3 separate regions of the Danio rerio genome follow, and all the other regions are linked to region 2. A link is a contact called in public Hi-C and Micro-C data. All regions are on one chromosome and are shown on one strand. The core of a region is the stretch at or near the end of the contact, and the rest is flanking DNA. Distances in the headings are between cores, read along the strand shown.

Region 1 (3,522 bases), core at 845-3,344, 250 kb after region 2:
TGTGTTGTAGGCTGATGAAAGGTTGTTATGTGTTTGCTATAGTGTTGTAGGGATGTAAACGGGTTGTTATGTGGTTGCTAGGGTGTTGGGAGTTGTTGTTAGGGTGTTGTGGGCTGTACACAGATTGTTATGTGGTGGTTAGTGTGTTGTTGGCTGGTGAAAGGTTGTTATGTGTTTGTTATAGTGTTGTGGGGATGTAAACAGGTTATTATGCGGTTGTTAGGGTGTTGGGAGTTGTTGTTAGGGTGTTGTGCAATGTTAACAGGTTGTTATCTGGTTGGTAGGGTGTTGGGAGTTGTTGTTAAGGTGTTGTGGGCTGTTAACAGGTTTTTATGTGGTTGTTATGTGGTGGTTAGTGTGTTGGAGGTTGGTGAAAGGTTGTTATATGTTTGATATAGTGTCGTAGGGATGTAGACAGGTTGTAATGTGGTTGTTAGGGTGTTGGGAGTGGTTTTTAGGGTGTTGTGGGATGGTGACATCTTATAATGTGGTTGTTAGGGTAGTGTTGGTGGTTGACGGTGCTTTATGGTTGTTGACAAGTTGTTACGTGATTGTTAAGGTGTTGTGGAGTTGGCAGGTTGTTATTTGGTTGTTAGGGTGTTGTGGAGTGTTGACTAATTGTTAGGGTGTTGTGCACTATTGACAGGTTGTTATGCAGTTGTTAGGGTCCTGTGGAGTTGACAGGTTGTTACGTAGTTGTTAGGGTGTTGTTAGCGGTTGACAGTGATGTATGGTTGTTGAAAGGTGTTTATGTGTTTGCTATAGTGTTGTAGAGAGTTAACAGGTTGTGGAACGTTGACGTTGCCATGTGGTTGTTAGGGTGTTGTGGAGTGTTGACTGATTGTTAGGGTGTTGTGGGTTGTTGACAAGTTGTTACATGATTGTTAGGGTGTTGTGGAGTTGGCAGGTTGTTATGGGGTTGTAAGGGTGTTGTGGAGTGTTGACTAATTGTTAGGGTGTTGTGCACTGTTGACGGGTTGTTACGCAGTTAATAGGGTGTTGTGGAGTTGACAGGTTGTTGCGCAGTTGTTAGGGTGCTGTGGAGTTGACAGGTTGTTGCGCAGTTGTTAGGGTGCTGTGGAGTTGATAGGTTGTTACGTAGTTGTTAGGGTGTTGTTGGCGGTTGACAGTGATGTATGGTTGTTGACAGGTTTTTATGTGTTTGCTATAGTGTTGTAAAGAGTTAACAGGTTGTGGAATGTTGACGTTGCCATGTGGTTGTTAGGGTGTTGTGGAGTGTTGACTGATTGTTAGGGTGTTGTTGGTTGTTGACAAGTTGTTACGTGGTTGTTAGGGTGTTGTGGAGTTGGCAGGTTATGTGGTTGTTAGGGTGTTGTGGAGTGTTGACTGATTGTTAGTGTGTTGTGCACTGTTTACAGGTTGTTACGCAGTTGTTAGGGTGTTGTGGAGTTGACAGGTTGTTATGTAGTTGTTAGGGTGTGTTTATTCTGAATCAATGTCCTAAAAGTAGCAAAACCTAAACTTCACTTATAGAACTTTACTAAAACTTGTTTATTCTGGTCATGTTCATTTAATGAATATTCAGTGGAGTGAATGACAGGCTCCTCCCACAACAGTGTTTGTGTAAAGTGCTCAGGTGAAGTGTGTGAAAGGCTGCTGGTGTCTGTTCACTCTGACTGCTATCATCCAAACTTATTAAACCAAATTTTGTTTTTGCCTCCTTTATTTTCATTAAAAACAAACCTCAGGTCGTTTGTCTGCTATTATGATAAACATAATTAATTAATGGGTGCATTGTAAAAGCACTATACAAATAAAGCTGAATTGAATGTTATTGAAAACAGGTTTGTGCTAACCCTTTGTCAGCTCTGAAATGATTGATGTCCAAGTCACTCTTTGCAGTTATCTTCCATCCAATTAATTCAATTCAATTCCTTTTTGTTTCTATTGTGCTTTTTATAATGAAGATTGTGTTAAAGCAATATATGAAAGATTTAAAACAGGATATGTTCTAACTTAACATAATATTTGATACTGATTCCTATAGAATAGAATAGAATAGAATAGAATAGAATAGGGTAATAGTGCAGTGCTGTATGTGAGCAGCAGGAATGAGTCATAGAAGCTGAAGGAAATGCAGATCTTCAGCGCCCTCTTCTGCTCACTTATAAAAATGCTTTGGTTGTAAACATGGTTTTAAGTAGTTGCTTTTAATTAAAAGTATTTTCGATTTTATGAGTTATTTGCACAGAAATGTCTGTTTAAAAAGTATCAGATGCCCCAGTAAACAAATTTTAAAGCTGTAATTTTATAAATGCACGTGTGGATATATATACATAGGGCTACATGGTATTGAAAATAAAATAAAAAATGCAATAAATATTGAGATATGGGCATAATTTCTCAAGATGACTAATAATTAGATTTTTAACATCAAATTAATTCATATTAATTTGATTTAACAGTGATTGGATGATTGTAGGCGAGTGCATCTGCATAAAATATAGAAAATTACAGAAAATAAACATAATAAAATGAATCAAAGTGCTGATAAAAACAACAGAACACAGACAAAAATGAAATAAATGGTTTTCGCTGGAGTGTTGAAATACACTAAAGTTTGATAATTACATGCAAAATAACACTGCATAGTCTTTATTGTATAAATAAACACAGTTAATATTTGTTAAAGCTGCAAACTTCATAATTTCTTGTATTCGAATGGTTTAAATTAGCTTGAAATTGTAAAGTCAGAGGTCTTAAAAACACATCTTCACACACTGTTGGATTATAGTGTTATGAGCTGTATTTTATGCTTAGTTTGGCATTGCAGATCCAGTGATGTGACTATTGTAGATTCACACGTTGCAATATTGATGCTGAAGCTATATATGCTGCACCCCTAGTTATATGTCACTTAACATTTTTAAAGCTGTGATCATGTAAATGATCAACATCATGTATATAGAGACGCGCTGATGTGTGCTGTTCTCCACTGTTCCTCAGAGGACGTGCTGTCGAAGGATGCTGGAGAATGTGCAATATGTCTGGAGGAGCTGCTGCAGGGAGACACCATCGCACGCCTGCCCTGCCTCTGCATTTATCACAAAGGGTAAAGACCCTCATGCTCGTCTGTCTGTCTGTCTGTCTGTGTGTGTGTGTGTGTGTGTGTGTCTGTCTGTGTGTGTGTGTCTATGTGTGTTCTCTGACATCATCTCTGCTCTCTCTGCAGCTGTATTGACGAGTGGTTTGAAGTGAACCGATCGTGTCCTGAACATCCTGCAGATTAAAGCGCCTCTCTCACCTTTTTTGCACAGGTGACACACACACACACAAGCACACACACACATACACATATAGTGTTTATATTAGTGTTCGTGTTTATATTCCTTAGCACACTTTACACTGTACTCTAACTCATGTAAAGGCACAGCTTTTGGTGTGCTTCAGTGGTTTGTGCATCACACAGGTTTATTAACAGTTGTGCCTCAATCGACAAGAAGACAAGTTTAATTTAGGCAAGGCAAGGCAAGTTTATTTATATAGCACATTTCATACACA
Region 2 (3,485 bases), core at 702-3,201:
CGATAACAAAATCAAACCATACTCATTTCTGGCGCCCCTCTGGATGTACAGCGCCCTTAGCATTTGCCTATATGCCACAGTCCAGCCCTGGTCCTCACCGCAGATTTGAAAGACGCCGGTGCTTTCTCGTACTGTTGTCTCACTTCACCGGCGCTTCCTCATACTGTTGCCCTAACCTCAGTTCACCGCCGCTCGCCATGTTAAAGTGTGCAATGGTGGTTAAGCGCCCCTAACTTTAGAGCACAGTGATTGGATATTTATTGACCATGATCACCACCCATCTTGAAAAGCTTGCCCCCTCACATATACTAATGTGCCACAAACAGGACATTAATATCACCAACCATTCCCATTTCATTAAGGTGCATCCATATAAATGGCCCACCCTGTATACAAACACACACACAAACACACACACACACACACACACACACACATATATATATATATATATATATATATATATAACAAAACAAATCTACTATTTAGATGTGTTCTTGTTTTCCACATTAATTTTACCAGGGTAGAATTACATGCACACTGTTTGAGTGTGTATTTTCATGGCTCGTCTCATCACAGATCATAAATGATAGATGCTGCCGTTAGTTGCTTTTGTTTGTTTCTTGACATTTAATGTATTTAAGCACTATTAAGTTGTTTTGAATTCTGTACTAATTAAATTGCCCGTCATAATTCAAAAACAGCACAAACATAATTCATTTACAGCAGAATAATTAACTTGTGGCCTGCTGATGTTCAGCATATGATTATTCCATTACTATGATTTTACCTTGATATATAAGCTCTAATAAAGACAGATATGTTCCTGAGTGTAATCCAACACCGCCCCCTGCTGGACACACTGCTCCTGCACACACACTCTGTTCACTAGTGCCGTTTAACAGGTCAGGCATCTCTACTAATGTGCTCATAATACACATATATGAGAAACATACACACACACATGTTAGTATTGGTGGTTAATGAGGACTCTTCATAGGCGTAATGTATTTTACACAGTATGGCCCTCCCCCTAAACCCAACCCTCACAGCAAACCTGTGGATAATTAAATCAAGAGACCCCATTAAGGAGGATTTTTACATTATAAGGACACAAAGGATGTCCTCATAATGTTGTAATGCCATCATAGCCATGTCATTACACAAAAACATACACACACACACTGACACTCTTACTCTTACACACACTCTTACATGACACACAGACTATTATTAGCAGTAGAGTAGGTCTCCATCTGCGTGTCGCACTGTCCTTCATCTTGAGTGTGTTTTCTCCTGAAGGACTCACTGTGCTCTTCTCTTGTGTGTGTGTGTGTGTGTGTGTGTGTGTGTGTGTGCAGGTTTTGGGGACACCGTCAGAGGAGACGTGGCCAGGTGTTCACTCACTGCCGCACTTCAAACCAGGTAAACATCATCCTGTGCATCTGAGCGTCAATCACACACACTCGAACACTCTCACACACACTAGAACACACTCAAACACACTCACACACACTAGAACACTTGCCCTTGAGGACAGTCTAATATAATGCGAGCGAGTAGGGTTATAGTTTGTGTAATATTATTGGATTGCAGGTAATGAGGCACGTGAACTCTAACATGTTTCCCTGAACACCTTTATGAGTTTCTTTTCACTGTTGAACACGAAACACAATATTCACGATAATAATGGCTGTTTCTTTTCTTCCAGCAATCTTAACAATATCTTCCTTTGTGTTCAGCAGAAGAAAAAAAACTCAAACAAGTTGAAATGAGGAAATGAAGACAGATTTTTATTTTATTTTTAGGGTGAACTTGACCCTTTAAACACAACATCTTGCTATAGTGTGTGAGTGAGTGTGTAGATCCGGGTTTGCAGAATGCAGTGTGCTAGTGTAGTGCTCTAGAAATGTGGACACACTGCCCTCTGCTGACTGACATTGTACACTACAGCAGTGGTTCTCAAAGTGGGGGTCGTGGGACAATGAAGGGGTCAAGGGCATACAGTAGGTTTGTACTTGACATTGGTGGGGACGGATGAATCAAACAACCCCCAAGAATGAACATATATGTATAAAGTTAAAGCCAAAATTATTAGCCCCCCTGAATTATTCACCTCCCTTTATTTTTCGCCCAATTTCATTTTAGCAAAGACTAAATCCTTGCTATGATGACAGTAAATAATATTAGACTAGATATTCTTCAAGACACTTCTATACAGCTTAAAGAGACATTTAAAGGCTTCACTAGGGTAATTAGGTTAACTAGGCAGGTTAGGGTAATTAGGCAAGTTATTGTATAACGATGGTTTGTTCTGTAGACTATCCAAAACAAATATTGCTTAAAGGGGCTAATAATAATAATAATAATAATAATAATTCCTTACATTTATATAGCGCTTTTCTGGGCACTCAAAGCGCTTTACACACAATGGGGGGATCTCCTCATCCACCACCAGTGTGCAGCATCCACCTGGATGACGCGACGGCAGCCATTTTGCGCCAGACCGCACACCACACACCAGCTAATTGGTGGAGAGGAGACAGCGATGAAGCCAATTGGAATATGGGGATGGTTAGGAGACCATGATAGACAAAGGCCAGTTGGCAGATTTGGCCAGGATGCCGGGGTTAAACCCCTACTCTTTTCGAAGGACATCCTGGGATTTTTAACGACCACAGAGAGTCGGGACCTCGGTTTAACGTCTCATCCGAAAGACGGCGCTCACTGAGCAGTAAAGCGTCCCCGTCACTATACTGGGGCATTAGGACCCACACAGACCGCAGGTTGGGCGCCCCCTGCTGGCCTCACTAACACCACTTCCGGCAGCAACCTAGCTTTCCCATGTGGTCTCCCATCCAGGTACTGACCGGGCGCAGCCCTGCTTAGCTTCAGTGGGCGACCATGTGAGAGTTGCAGAGAGCTAGCTGCTAGCTCAATAATAATATTGACCTTTAGATGCATATTGTTGCATTCTTTATATTTAACCAATTAGTAACACACATTTTTAGATCAGACGGCTGTTGTTCAATGACTAATCACCTTAACTTTACCCTAATTAACCTAGTTAAGTATTTAAATGTCACTTAATAAGTCACTGAATACAAGTGCTTGAAGAATATCTAGTCTAATATTATTTACTGTCATCAAGGCGAAGATAAAATAAATCAGTTATTAGAGATATTAATTAATAACTATTATTAGAGTTATTAACACTATTATGATTAGAAATGTGTTGAAACTATCTGCTCTTTAACAGCACTAGGGAATGTTAGAAAAATAAAAATACATAAAGGTTTCAACTGTACATAAACTATTACTTATAAATTGATAGGCAAGTGCAAACAATAATGATAAAATAATAAAAATAATAATATTTATAAAAATAATAATAAAAAATTATATCAATGTAGTGTTTTTGTCTTAATTTAATTGATTGTTATTGTTTACATTCTCCTGTGATATGTCTGTGTAGTTCAGTGTTG
Region 3 (3,515 bases), core at 751-3,250, 250 kb before region 2:
AAAGCAGAGCCTTCATTTCCAATGTCTATGCTGTGAATTTGCTCTTCCTTTTCCAACTGGAGGAACAAGACATGCAGGTTAAAAAAACATCTGCAAGTGGCATTAAGGCATCTTAAAATAATAATAATATACATTAAATAAATAAAAATGTTATTAAAATAATAATAATAATAATATATTTAATATGTTGTTAATTTGAAACTAACTTAAGAACAATTTTAAAATAAATAATAATAATAATAATTAACAAAAATAAGTCAGACATACTTGAAGGATGACAGAAACTTGCTTTTCTCCAGGTCTCGCAGCTTTCCATTTTCTGTAAGTGTCGGAGCTCAAGAGGTTGTCTGCTTTATGAGTCTGTGCAGAAAAAGTAAACAATCAAGAACAAACTCTTTAATTGGTGATCAGGATCCTGTTATTAATCTAATTTAACTACCATTTGTCTTGTTGCAAACAACTAAAATATAAAGTTGTTGGGGTGCCTCCCGGAACAGGGTTGGGAAACACAGCCTTGGAGAATCATTCCAATCAATTTCCAATCAATTTAATGAACTGTTCCTAAATAGAGCTCTTCAAGCCATTTAGTGAAACTGTATTCATATCGTGATATATTTAATGCAAGGTATCCCAATTTCTGATTTTATTTTTGAACATCTACAGCCCTACTGCATTTCAAGTTCAGTGACTCGGTTCAAACCAATGAGTCAATAGATTCAGCTGAATCAATGAATCAGTCTAGTTCTCAGGTTTGTGTGTTGATTGTTAAGTGTCAGTAAATGTTGTTAATATCAATAGTGTAACAGAATTCTTACATTATCTTCACTGCTGCAGGACACGACATGCTTGAGTTTGAGTTCAGGCATGTTCTCTGAATCAAACAATTGAATCGTTGCTCATAAACCTGAAAAAGCGAAGACATGACTTCATTAGTCATTAATTATCATGTTAACAGAAACCATAAGATAAAGCTCAGCCATGTGACATACTTTTTCCTAGTAGTTTTTGTTGAGAGAATGAAGAACTCATCTCAGTTCAGACTTAATTGCGAATTAATATACGAATCGGTTCACTGAATCGACTCACATGAACATTGCATAATGTAGCTATATTACCATCAATGAGACGTAAAAGCATAAATTACAAACATTAACACCTTGATTTTCCTCACAAATAAACAAAAAATGAAGACCCAAAAAACCTGAAAACACTGAACAAGACAAACAATTTCAAAGAATTATCATATTTCATGTTTATAAAAGCTAAAAATAAAGTATGTCGTACAATTTTAAGCATTCATTTTCATGACTTTTCACTAGTGTTTATTGATTTTTGAATTTCCAAAAATAATTCAAATTCAAACTAATAAAAATCGCGAATAAGGTATTCGAATCAGTTCACTGAATCGATTCACTTGAACGAGACAGCATCAAATCAAACCAGCCTTACTCTAAACATGCATAGAATCAATTAAGAGTGAAAAATTCTAGTAACGATGATTAATTGAGCGAAAATAGCGGCAATATGACATAAATATATACTACATGAGCAGTCAAAACACATCAATATTTCAGTATTAAGACACAATAAGTGTGCTGTTATACAACACATTACGTTACATAATAATCTGAAATATTTGACACAAAAAGCATGACGTGTGGACTGATTTATGAAATAAAAATACAAACTAATGAATCGGATAATTATAGTAATTTACTGTTATTCGGTCTAGTTAGCAGAGTCCGCCTGATCGAGTTAACCAGAGCAAACAATAGAGGCGCTTCAGAACCGCCATTAAATGCCAGAAAAGCGGCTAAAAATATTTAGATACGCATTCTGATGGATTCAACATCACTTTACCGAAATCCAAACAGAGCTGAAGCCGCTTCTGAGCTTTATTCCAGTCTGAGTGAGAGAGTTTCACAAGCGCGCGTACAAACTCCCTCTCAATCCACAACACGCGACGTCACTTCCGCCTGCCGACCAATCAGCGCCTGTGAGGCAGAATGTCACGTTCTCGACTTTAGAATAAAAGTCAGAATCAAACAGAAGATGGATTATTTTACTTGATTTATATTAATCTGATTTATATTAGACTTATATTAATTATTTTATATTATAAATTTTCAATCATTAATTTGTACAACAATTAATTAATTAATAATTAATAATTAATTAATTTTGATTCACTGTTCATTCATGCATTTAATCATTAGTTATTTTTCATTCATTCATTTGATTCATTCTTCACTCATTCTTTAGTTTTTAAATTAGTTATAAAAATCAATTATCGTTCACTCATTTGGTTATTAATGTGTTTATGTACTCACTTTTATTCATTCATTCATTAAAATATTTATTAATTTATTCCTTGTTTAACCATCTAGTTAATAATTTTGACTTACTCTTCAATCATTCAATTAATCTTTCATTATTTTTCATTCATTCATTCATTCATTCATTCATTCATTCAATTATTCATTTGCTTTGTTTATTTACTTTTTATTTCTTTATTTGTTCAATTATTCATTTAAATTATTAATGTATTCATTAATAACAATTGCATTGTGTTTATGTGCTTATTTTTTATTTCTTTATTCATTCATTCATTCGTTCGTTCATTCATTCATTCATTCATTCATTCATTCATTCATTTATTCATTCAAATTATTATCAATAATTTCTGATTCACTGCTCCTTCATTTAATTAATTATTAATTATTTTTCATTCGTTCATTTAATTAACTGTTCATTCATTATTTATTCATTCATTAAATTTTTGATTCATTTGCTCATTCACTCTCCTTATTTGGTCATTAATGTGTTTATGTACTTATTTTTATTTATCTGTTTATTCGTTCCTTCATTCATTCAATTATTTATTCCTTGTTCAATCATTTAATACATTTTGATTCACCGTTCATTCACTTAATTAATCTTTCGTTATTTTTCATTTATTCATTTCATTCATTGTTCAGTCATTCATTAAATGAATTGTTCATTTGCTCATTCACTCTCCTTTTTTGGTGAATAATGTGTTTATGTACTTTTTATGTATTTGTTTCTACATTCATTCATTCATATAATTATTTGTTAATTAATTGTTAAATGATTTAATTACTTTTGGTTTTACTGTTCCTTTATTAATTCAGTCATTCATTTAATTATTCATAATTTTTTTCCCTTAATTAATTAATTGTTCGCTCATTCATAATTCATCATTGAATTATTTATTTTGCTCATTCACTCTCCTTATTAGGTGATTGATATTTTTATTTATTTATTTATGATTTGTTCATTTATTCATTCATTCATTCACAAAAGAAAGGTTCAGTAGTTTCAGAGCATGTTTTATTTTCAAGGTAAATTTAGCCTGTGTCTCTCCTGTTTCTCTCAACTCTGAGCACAGAATAATACACCGAACATGAACATCTGAAAAACTCAAAGTTTTCTACAGAAATGTGCTGTTGCTTTTCTCCTCTGTCTTCTTCAGAATGTCCTTGACTGGTTTCACA

The links. A called contact is a pair of places that touch in the nucleus more often than the background predicts.
Region 1: a Micro-C map of caudal fin shows a contact between it and region 2, with 6 times the contacts expected there. The contact joins two enhancer-like sites. A contact is called at or near these places in 2 of 18 Hi-C or Micro-C datasets (caudal fin and an unstated tissue).
Region 3: a Hi-C map of skeletal muscle shows a contact between it and region 2, with 8 times the contacts expected there. The contact joins the promoter of xrcc1 here to the enhancer-like site in region 2. A contact is called at or near these places in 2 of 18 Hi-C or Micro-C datasets (caudal fin and skeletal muscle).

Annotation. Positions count from the first base shown.
Region 1 is chr16:58,101,578-58,105,099 of GRCz12tu, reverse strand. It overlaps znrf2b (zinc and ring finger 2b), which reads left to right. Exons shown (of 5, transcript NM_001076728.1): 3 at 2,968-3,073; 4 at 3,194-3,278. The coding sequence ends at 3,251. Among named protein-coding and RNA genes, the nearest start is that of nod1, 35 kb to the right of the region's middle. Within about 2 kb of position 2,094, at least 4 of the 62 cell types and tissues checked have an H3K27ac peak or open chromatin away from gene starts, as enhancers often do.
Region 2 is chr16:58,349,172-58,352,656 of GRCz12tu, reverse strand. It overlaps cdk14 (cyclin dependent kinase 14), which reads left to right. Exons shown (of 15, transcript NM_001430898.1): 11 at 1,362-1,425. Among named protein-coding and RNA genes, the nearest start is that of fzd1, 68 kb to the right of the region's middle. Within about 2 kb of position 1,951, at least 5 of the 62 cell types and tissues checked have an H3K27ac peak or open chromatin away from gene starts, as enhancers often do. A contact at or near this core is called in skeletal muscle, where this site is marked.
Region 3 is chr16:58,599,665-58,603,179 of GRCz12tu, reverse strand. It overlaps xrcc1 (X-ray repair complementing defective repair in Chinese hamster cells 1), which reads right to left and starts at 2,000. Exons shown (of 18, transcript NM_001003988.2): 1 at 1,859-2,000; 2 at 816-903; 3 at 268-360; 4 at 1-56. The coding sequence starts at 866. It overlaps LOC101885075 (kin of IRRE-like protein 2), which reads right to left. Exons shown (of 10, transcript XM_073925569.1): 10 at 3,337-3,515.